Linked DNA regions of Sus scrofa: region 1 is linked to region 2. A link is a contact called in public HiChIP or PLAC-seq data. All regions are on one chromosome and are shown on one strand. Each heading gives the region's core, a stretch centred on a gene start, on an enhancer-like site or on the middle of the called end of the contact. The rest is flanking DNA. Distances are from core to core; before and after follow the strand shown. Region 1 holds the start of IMP3 (IMP3, U3 small nucleolar ribonucleoprotein). Region 2 holds the start of PTPN9 (tyrosine-protein phosphatase non-receptor type 9).

Region 1 (4,182 bases), core at 1,352-3,851, 55 kb before region 2:
ATGAGACTCACCCAGTTACCCAGTTAATCCAGGACAATGTTACCATCTCAAGATCTTTAATTTAATCACATCTGCAAAATCCCTTTTGTCATTGTAAGGTAGTATTCACGGGTTCTGGGTAGACACCTTTGGGGGGCCATTTTTTTTTCTCTCTTTTTTTTAAGATTTTTATTTTTTCTATTATAGATGATTTACAATGTTCTGTTGGAGGGGCCATTTTTTACTTGCCCCACAATCCAATAGAAAAATAGACAAAAGACAGGGAGAAGCATTATATAGAGGAGGAAACACATATGAAATCTTTATTTACCAGGAAATGCAAATTAAAGTCACAATGAAATACCATCACACACTCACCAAATTGGCAAACATTTAAAAAAATCTAACACCAAGCGTTGAAAAGAATGGGGAGCAAAGGGAAGTCTCATGCACTGTCAAAGCAATATAAAGTGGTACAGCCACTTTGGAAAACAATTTGGCAATATCTAGTAAAGCTGAACATGCACTTTACAACTCAGCAATTCAATTTGAAGATGTATAGGAGAAGCTACTGCATATGTGCAAGGAGAAATCTAAAAGAATGTGAATGGCAGCACTGCTAAAAATAGCCCCTCCAAAAAAATCCAACAGGAAATGGATTAATAAATTGGATAAAACCAAACAATAGAATATTACATAGCAGTTAAAAAAAAAGCAACTGCAGCCATGTATAATAAACTCCACATGATGCCATGTCTTCTAAGCAACACTTCTCAAATGTATGTGTACAAATTACCTTGATATCTGATTAAAAGTAGATTCTGATTCTGTAGGTCAGGAATGGGGCCTGAAATTCTGCATTTCCAATAGATCTCTGCTGATCCTCAGGCTACACTCTGAGTGAGACGGTTTTCAGGGATGCATTTACAATAATAAAACTGTTTTTCTTTTTCTTTTTCTTTCTTTCTTTCTTTATTTATTTATTTACTTTTTTGTCTTTTTGCTATTTCTTTGGGCCGCTCCGGAGGCATATGGAGGTTCCCAGGCTAGGGGTCGAATCGGAGCTGTAGCCACTGTCCTACACCAGAGCCACAGCAACATGCGGGATCTGAGCCGGGTCGCTCGCAGCAAAGCCGGATCGTTAACCCACTGAGCAAGGGCAGGGACCGAACCCGCAACCTCATGGTTCCTAGTCGGATTCGTTAACCACTGCGCTACGACGGGAACTCCCCTATTTTTCTTTTTAAATGAAGGGTAAAAATAAACACTAAATTGAGGAGAGTAGCTACCTTTACCTCTGGCCGGGAGAGTGGCTGGAATAGGTAGATGAGGTGGTCCTAGTGACCCTTATACTGGCTGTGGGTCCCTAAGTACTCATTATACTTTGTATCTTACATATGTTACATACAGTATTTTCCATATGTCAAATACTTTATTTAAAAAAATAAAAAGCATAAAAAACCCACAATGATCAGCGAAGAAGCTAGGTGGCGTCAAAGTCTTGAGCAAATAAAGAGGTTAGTCCTGTAGCACTACACTAAGATTTTTTAAATTTTATTTTAACGCTATACTGAGATAAAACAGATATTGCCAGCCGAAAATGTGCTAAACTTGTTAACTAAATACTTGGGACCAGAAATCCACCCTGACAAGCTATTTCGCTTGAGCCGAGATTAAAGGGTCAGGACTTGTACTTACTATCCAAGCTTTTCAAACTTACTGGGTTTTATGAATCACCTGTCATTCTTGTTAACAATACAGATTTTGGGAGTTTCCGTAGTGGTGCCTTGGTTAAGGAATCCAACTAGGAACCATGAGGTTGCAGTTCGATCCCTGGCCTTGCTCAGTGGGTTAAGGATCCGGAGACGCGGCCTCAGATCCTGCGTTGCTGTGGCTTTGACCTAGGCCGGTGGCTACAGCTCTGATTAGACCCCTAGCCTGGGAACCTCCATATGCCGCGGGAGCAGCTCTAGAAAAGGCAAAAAGACAAAAAAATAATAAAAATACAGATTTCTAGGTGACTCCTGTGTCGATCCGATTCAGTCCATGTAGGAAGCAACCTGGGAATCAGTATTTCATAGGTTAGGTGGATTCCAGCCCCACTTGGCAGAAAGAAACTGCTCCGCCCACTTGGTGATTAACCTGGGGTTCGTGGGCGGTGGAGATACCGGGTCAGCCCTGGCCTGCTCCAGGAAGCACCCCCCACCAAGGTGGGAGGACCCCGCCACACACACAACGATCAATTAGCACAGTAGATCAAACTAGAGCGGCAGTCTTCCGTCTTTCCCGGAACTGGTCTCTTTTGCTCTTGTGGGAGAGACTTTGAGATCCCTTGAATGGCAAAAGTCTTAAAGAGAGGAAACTATTACAGCACCAGGTGGTAAATCATTTGCAACTTAAAACCGCTCAGCCTTGCCTCGGGACCGCCCCCTGCCTCCGTCAGCAGTTCTGCCCGGCTTCTCTTGGAGAACGCGGAGAAAAACGCGAGATACGGACTCAGGGCCGTGACTCCACTTTGACCAATGGAAATAGGGGGCGTGGCACCGAGCCTTTCTTTCATTGGCTCAGAGTTCCCAGGGTGGCCCGGGCTTGGCATGCGGGGGCGGAAGTCGCTCGGGTTCCGGAACACGCTCTGAGCCTCTGGTCCAGCGGTATCGGAGCCGCCATCATGGTGCGGAAGCTTAAGTTCCACGAGCAAAAGCTGCTGAAGCAGGTGGACTTCCTAAACTGGGAGGTCACCGACCATAACCTGCATGAGCTTCGCGTGTTGCGGCGTTATCGGCTGCAGCGGCGGGAGGACTACACGCGCTACAACCAACTGAGCCGTGCTGTACGCGAACTGGCGCGGCGCCTGCGGGACTTGCCGGAGCGGGACCCTTTTCGCGTGCGCGCTTCGGCAGCGCTGCTGGACAAGCTGTATGCTCTCGGCCTAGTGCCCACGCGCGGGTCGCTGGAACTATGCGATTTCGTCACTGCCTCGTCCTTTTGCCGCCGCCGCCTGCCCACGGTGCTCCTTAAGCTGCGCATGGCTCAACACCTCCAGGCCGCCGTGACTTTCGTAGAGCAGGGCCACGTGCGCGTGGGCCCCGACGTGGTCACGGATCCCGCCTTCCTTGTCACGCGCAGCATGGAGGACTTTGTTACCTGGGTTGACTCGTCCAAGATCAAGCGGCACGTGCTGGAGTACAATGAGGAGCGTGACGACTTCGATCTGGAAGCCTAGCGGGTCCTCCCTCCCTAGGACGGCATTTTATAGATGCAGAAGCCCAGACCTGATGCCTGAGATTCTGTGAGGACGCTCTCCCAGAAGTGTGTCAGCTAGTCGTCGGTTATTAAGAACTTGGCTCCTCAGCTACAAGCCACGCGCGGAGCCAAAGGGTACGCCCGTTTTCCACGAATTTTTCTTAGCCTTTGGACGATTTAGAATTAAATGACTGCCTTTAGAGACCATGAGAAGCGGTTTTGTGCTTCACTGGGGAGTTGTTAGATTTTGGTACCTGAAACATCGTAGTGTGAAAGAAAGGACTTTGCGGGGGGGGGCACCCCTACATTTCCCTTTCATCTTCTTGTAGGACAGTTTGGTTTAACTTATTTAACTCGAATTCTTACTCCTCTTCTTGATTAAGCTGTGTACAGATGTTGGAGAGTTTGGTCTCAAGTTTTCATAAAATGGGTGATATTTTAGTGTTCTGAGTCTTTTTTTCTTGTTTAAAGGAATGCTCTCCTAATGCCAATAAATGGCTTAACTACCGTTAAAGTGTACATTTTTTCTTGTTTTCTCACATAGGGTCACATCTATAGGTCTCCTTGGTTCAGGAACCCAGAGAAGAGGAATAGTGACAGCAGCGATCTGCCTATGGCTGAGGCCAGCAGTAGGGCCTGCGTGTGGAGGTTGCAGGATGTTGTACAAGGCTGGACAAATTTGTTAGTTTACCAATCCCTTCCTTGGAATGAGTGTTTTGGCAGAGGCCTTCCCCACAGGGCTTCCTGTTGACATTCCAAGTCCAGGAAATACCGCATTAGAGGGCTGAAGTGTTTGCTTGCCTAAGGAAATAATCACCCTGTAGCTTGGCCATCTAGTGGTTAGAAGTGGCCCAGGAGGTTCCTGGAAACTTAGATAGTCTTAGGAGTGGGGCCCTCCAGAGGTCCCAGGGCTGCCTGCCCAGAGCAGAACCTGGACCACCTCTGCCCATCACAGCCCAG
Region 2 (4,630 bases), core at 8-2,507:
AATTTGTCATACTGTATACATATTGTCACTATTCTGTATGTACATTATACTTCAATAAAAAGTTTTAAAAGAAACTTAAAATGTACAATTGACCATATAGGGAAAAGTCTCTCTCTCCCTTAGGTTCTCTCTCTTTCTGGGAGACAACCACTACCATCTTTCTTATGTATCCCCTCAAAGCTCTTTTATATATAAATAAATTTAAAAACACATACTCATTTTTTTTCCTTTATAAGGATGACAGCCTATTATGCACACTATTTGAGTTTTGTTTTTTTTCACTTCACACCACAGCTCACCGCAACGCCAGATCCTTAACCCACTGAGCAAGGCCAGGGATCCTTAACCCACTGAGCAAGGCCAGGGATCAAACCCGCAACCTCATGGTTCCTGGTCGGATTCGTTAACCACTGAGCCAAGACGGGAACTCCAGAAATTGCTTTTAAAGTCCCAGAAGGAGCATCAGAACTCACAGCATCTTCCTCAGTTGTCTTAAGACCCCTCCCATGGGCCTCTCTCTGTGAGTTCTCCAGGCTTCAGCTCTTGGAACTAGCTGTGGCACTCACTTGTTAGTTGGATCCCTTTTGGAATATTTAGTTTTGGTCTGGAATGATGCAAAAACGTGCCAGACCTAGTCCTCCTTTTCCTCTGTCCCCTCCACCCCCAAACTGACTCCCAAGACTGTATCCTGTAAGACTCCCAAGCTCTTTGCTGCACTTGCCTTCGCGAAAAGCAAAGGCTTGCAAAAACTCCGTGATTCTTGAAAGTGGTTTGAAATCAGATGCTGTTTTTGTGAGGGACTAAAATTAGCCACACTGGTGATGGATTACAGGATACAGCCAGCAAGGAGAGAGCGAGCTGGGGCCGCGAGCAACCAGCTAGCAGGGTCTGTTCCTTCCACCTGCGCATCCTGGACCTCACAAGCAACCATTCCAGGGGTTTTCAGTTCGCAAATGACATGGAAATAGATGAAGGTTGTGGGTTCCTCGTACCTAAGTGGTAGAGCAAGTAACCCCAGGCCAGGTTCCCGTTAGCACCTAGTTTTCAAACACATGTATTCTCTTCCTCCTCCAGGGAGCTTAACGTCATGAAACCCGCACCCCTTTCTTCCTTTTTCTCACTCTCCGCGGTCCAGAGTCGCCGGAGCCCCTCCCCCGCCCTAGTTCCTCTGGATCTCCCCTCCCCCCCGCCGGCCTCCCCCGCCCCCTCCTCTCCGAGGGCCTCTGCTCGAGCTCCGCTGCCCCCGCCCCCCGGGCTCCTCTCTGTCTCCCCCTCCCGGACGTGGCCGCGCTCGGCCGGGCCCTCCTCGCCGCCTGTTTGTGAATGAGACGCTCAGTTTCTCAATGGAGCCGCGGGGGGCTCGGGCGGACGCGGTGGGGCCGCGGGGCTGGCCGTGAGCCCGGAGGGGGGCGCGTTTCCCCCGCTCCCTCCCTCTCTCCCTCCCTCTCGCCACACGGCTTTAGAGGAACGGGGCTGAGAGGCCGGGGCGCTGGTCGCAGGGCCCCGCATCCCCGAAGACTCCTCGTCACCTTCTGGAGGAGTCGGAGCGCCGCGGAGGAAGGTGGACGCGGAGGAGGCCGGCGGCCTTCGGCAAATTTCCCCCGCGGCCCTTGCTCTGGCCTTAGAAACTTCTTGATTCCACATTTCCCTTTTTAATTCCGATTAGCTCCTTGCCTGCTCTATTCCCCCCCCCCTTCCCCGGGATAGGAGGGGGAGTGTGAGGAAAGGAACGAAGAAAATAAAAAAGGATTTCCGCCCAGAAGAGAGCGACAGTTCGGAGAGCTTTTTCTTAAGGAAACAGAAGCGGCGTTTGCGGCCGTTGCGGGCGCCGGACCCTGCCGGCCCAGCCATGCGCAAGCCGGCCCGGGGCTGCTGAGGCGCGGGGACGCGGAAGCGGAGGCCCACCGCACCGGGCTCCCTGCGCTCCCGGGCGAGTTCTGTCCGCCGGGCGGCGGCGGCGGCGGCGGCGGGATGGAGCCCGCGACCGCGCCCCAGCCCGACATGGCGCCGGAGCTGACCCCAGAGGAGGAGCAGGTAAGCGGGGCTGCGGCCGCGCGGTGGGTGTGTCCGGACCCCCGAGGCCTAGCCCGGCCGCGCTCTTCGCGGCTCCAGGTCCGCGGTGGCCTCCCCCGAGCCCCCCGGCGGCCGCGCCCCAGGCCGTCATCCCCCGAAGCGGGGAGGCTGCCGGCCTCTGCTCCCGCCCACGGCCGCTCCTGTTTGCTGCTCTGGTGCCGCATATTGCCCTCTCCTCCTATTCGGCGGTGATTAAAGTTCTCGAATTGGGAAGCTTCCCTTTACCTCTGCCCCCCCCCCCCCCAATGTTTGCAGAACACCTACTTTGCCTCCGGCCTTACACCCCTCTACGTATTTTGCTTCATTCCATGAGGGTTTGTGGTTTTCTAAGGGCAGGAAAAGCCCCACTTGGGGGGCCGGTTCCTGTGAGGACTGTCTCCCCTTCCCAGGACAGTGATAGGCACTGAGTCCATAGATGCCCTAGATTTTCACATGAGCCCCTCGGGCTTCTTTGAGGGCTGTGGCCTACTTGGATAGATTCTAGAAGATCCAGGCCTTCCCAGGCTCCCTAAGTCCCTGGCCTTGACCGCCCTATTTAGCTTTCTTTGGCTGGGCGCATCTCCTCACCCCCACTTCCCTCCCCCATCTCATCTCCCTGTCTCCATCTTTCTGAAGTCTGCATTGAGCTCCATTGTCCCTTAAAGCTTATGACTTTCAGTTCCCAGAAGGAAGTGGTTTGCAGTGTCATTTTGGGGGCTTGGGTGAGGGATGAGCCCAAGGCCCATGTACCTTTCCCTCCCCCACATTCCTGCTGGGGAGACATGGACCACTCCGGAGGATGGTGGGAAAGTCCATTAGCCGAGATTGGAATCCTAAAGTCTTTTCACTGTCTCTTCTTGCTCATGCTCAGATTTAGCCATGGTCTGATTCCATGTTTAAAAACAAGAAAATCAGAAAAACACCTAAAATAAGAAAAGATGAACCATGCTGGTAGCCCATTTCAAGCTTACCGAGCCGTTGTTCCCGAGGACCACATTTGGTAGTACAGCCTCTAGTATGGAGATAGTCTGGTTTTACAAACTGATAGTGGTTAGTGGGCTTAAGATTTGATTTTTAAAAAGCTCTTGACTTCTCTCCTCATTTGTGGAGATGACATTTTTCATATTTGGCTTCAGGCTACAGTCTTGTCTTTTGATGCCTAGAGATAAAATCAGCATGGGGAAAAGAAATTCTACTGTTCTGTACAAGCAGTGGTAACATCCTGGTAACTTCAATTTAATGTTGATAAAATACGAGTCAGTAGCCAGTGCAAGCTGGTGACCAAAGAGCCCACTCTGGCAAAATTAGGGAAATACTACTTCAGCACTAGAGTGTGATATGTTAGGTTGGTTTTAAAGGGAAAAAAACTCTTTCACTTCTTTTCCTTGGGCTAGTCAGATTTGAAGGTTATGTTTCTAAGGCTTGAGGGCATCACGATTTCACTATGAAAATGTCGTTTGGTTACAAATTTAAAAACTAAAACTGAGAAGAGTAGTAAAGTATTCATAGTATCAATAAAATGTTAGCTTTATTCTGTATTTAGTGTCTACATATATAAAACTGTGTTTATTAAAAAATCTTTTTTTACACTTTAAAAAATTTTTATTTATTATTATTATAGTTGATTTACAATGTTCTGTCAATTTCTGCTGTGTAGCAAAGGGATCCAGCCATGTGTGTTTTTCTCATATTATCTTCCATCATGTTCTATCACAAGAGATTGGATATAGTTCCCTGTGCTATACAGCAGGACTCCATTGCTTATCCATTCTAAATGCGGTAGTTTGCATCTACTAACCTCAAACTCCCAGTCCACTTCCTCCCCCCTGAAAAAATCTTTTACATTGAATAAATGTGATGGGAATTAACAAGGACTGGATGGAAATAGTAAAAGTAAAAAATATGTATATTAAGATCAAAAAGTTATTTTTTTAAGCTTTTCTTCCAAAATATCAAGTTTTCTACAGGCATTTCAAAATGTTGAAACACAAACATAAAAGCATAATTCCAATTATGGTATAAAATTTCACAGTTTAATATCACATGAAAGTCCTCCTCTTTTTTTTTTTTTTTGTTTGTTTTTTAGGGCCGTACCCTCGGCATATGGAGGTTCCCAGGCTAGGGGTCTAATCATAGCTACAGCTGCCGGCCTACTCCACAGCCATAGCAATGTGAGATCCGAGCCACATCTGTGACCTACGCTTCAGCTCATGGCAACACCAGATCCTTAACCCACTGAGCCAGGGTTCGAACCCGCAACCTCATGGTTCCTAGTTGGATTGGTTTCTGCTGTGCCACAACGGAAACTCCAACATGGGAGTGTACTCTTTTTCTTTTTTTTTTTTTTTGTCTTTTTGTCATTTCCTGGGCCGCTCCCGCGACATATGGAGGTTCCCACCTAGGGGTCCAGTCGGAGCTGTAGCTGCCAGCCTACGCCAGAGCCGCAGCAACATGCGATCCGAGCCTCGTCTGCGACCCGAACCACAGCTTGCAGCAAAGCCGGATCGTTAACCCACTGAGCAAGGGCAGGGATCGAACCTGCAACCTCATGGTTCCTAGTTGGATTCGTTAAGCACTG

The links. HiChIP or PLAC-seq counts read pairs in DNA pulled down with a chosen protein or histone mark.
Region 1: a contact with region 2 is called in an H3K27ac HiChIP or PLAC-seq map of alveolar macrophages. The contact joins the promoter of IMP3 here to the promoter of PTPN9 in region 2. A contact is called at or near these places in 11 of 47 Hi-C or Micro-C datasets (alveolar macrophages, blood, embryonic fibroblasts and 6 more) and 2 of 2 datasets of contacts at active chromatin or transcription factors (alveolar macrophages and skeletal muscle).

The regions. Positions count from the first base shown.
Region 1 is chr7:58,020,767-58,024,948 of Sscrofa11.1, forward strand. It overlaps IMP3 (IMP3, U3 small nucleolar ribonucleoprotein), which reads left to right and starts at 2,602. Exons shown (of 1, transcript NM_001243292.1): 1 at 2,602-3,730. The coding sequence starts at 2,648. The coding sequence ends at 3,202.
Region 2 is chr7:58,076,919-58,081,548 of Sscrofa11.1, forward strand. It overlaps PTPN9 (tyrosine-protein phosphatase non-receptor type 9), which reads left to right and starts at 1,258. Exons shown (of 13, transcript XM_003128481.4): 1 at 1,258-2,034. The coding sequence starts at 1,972.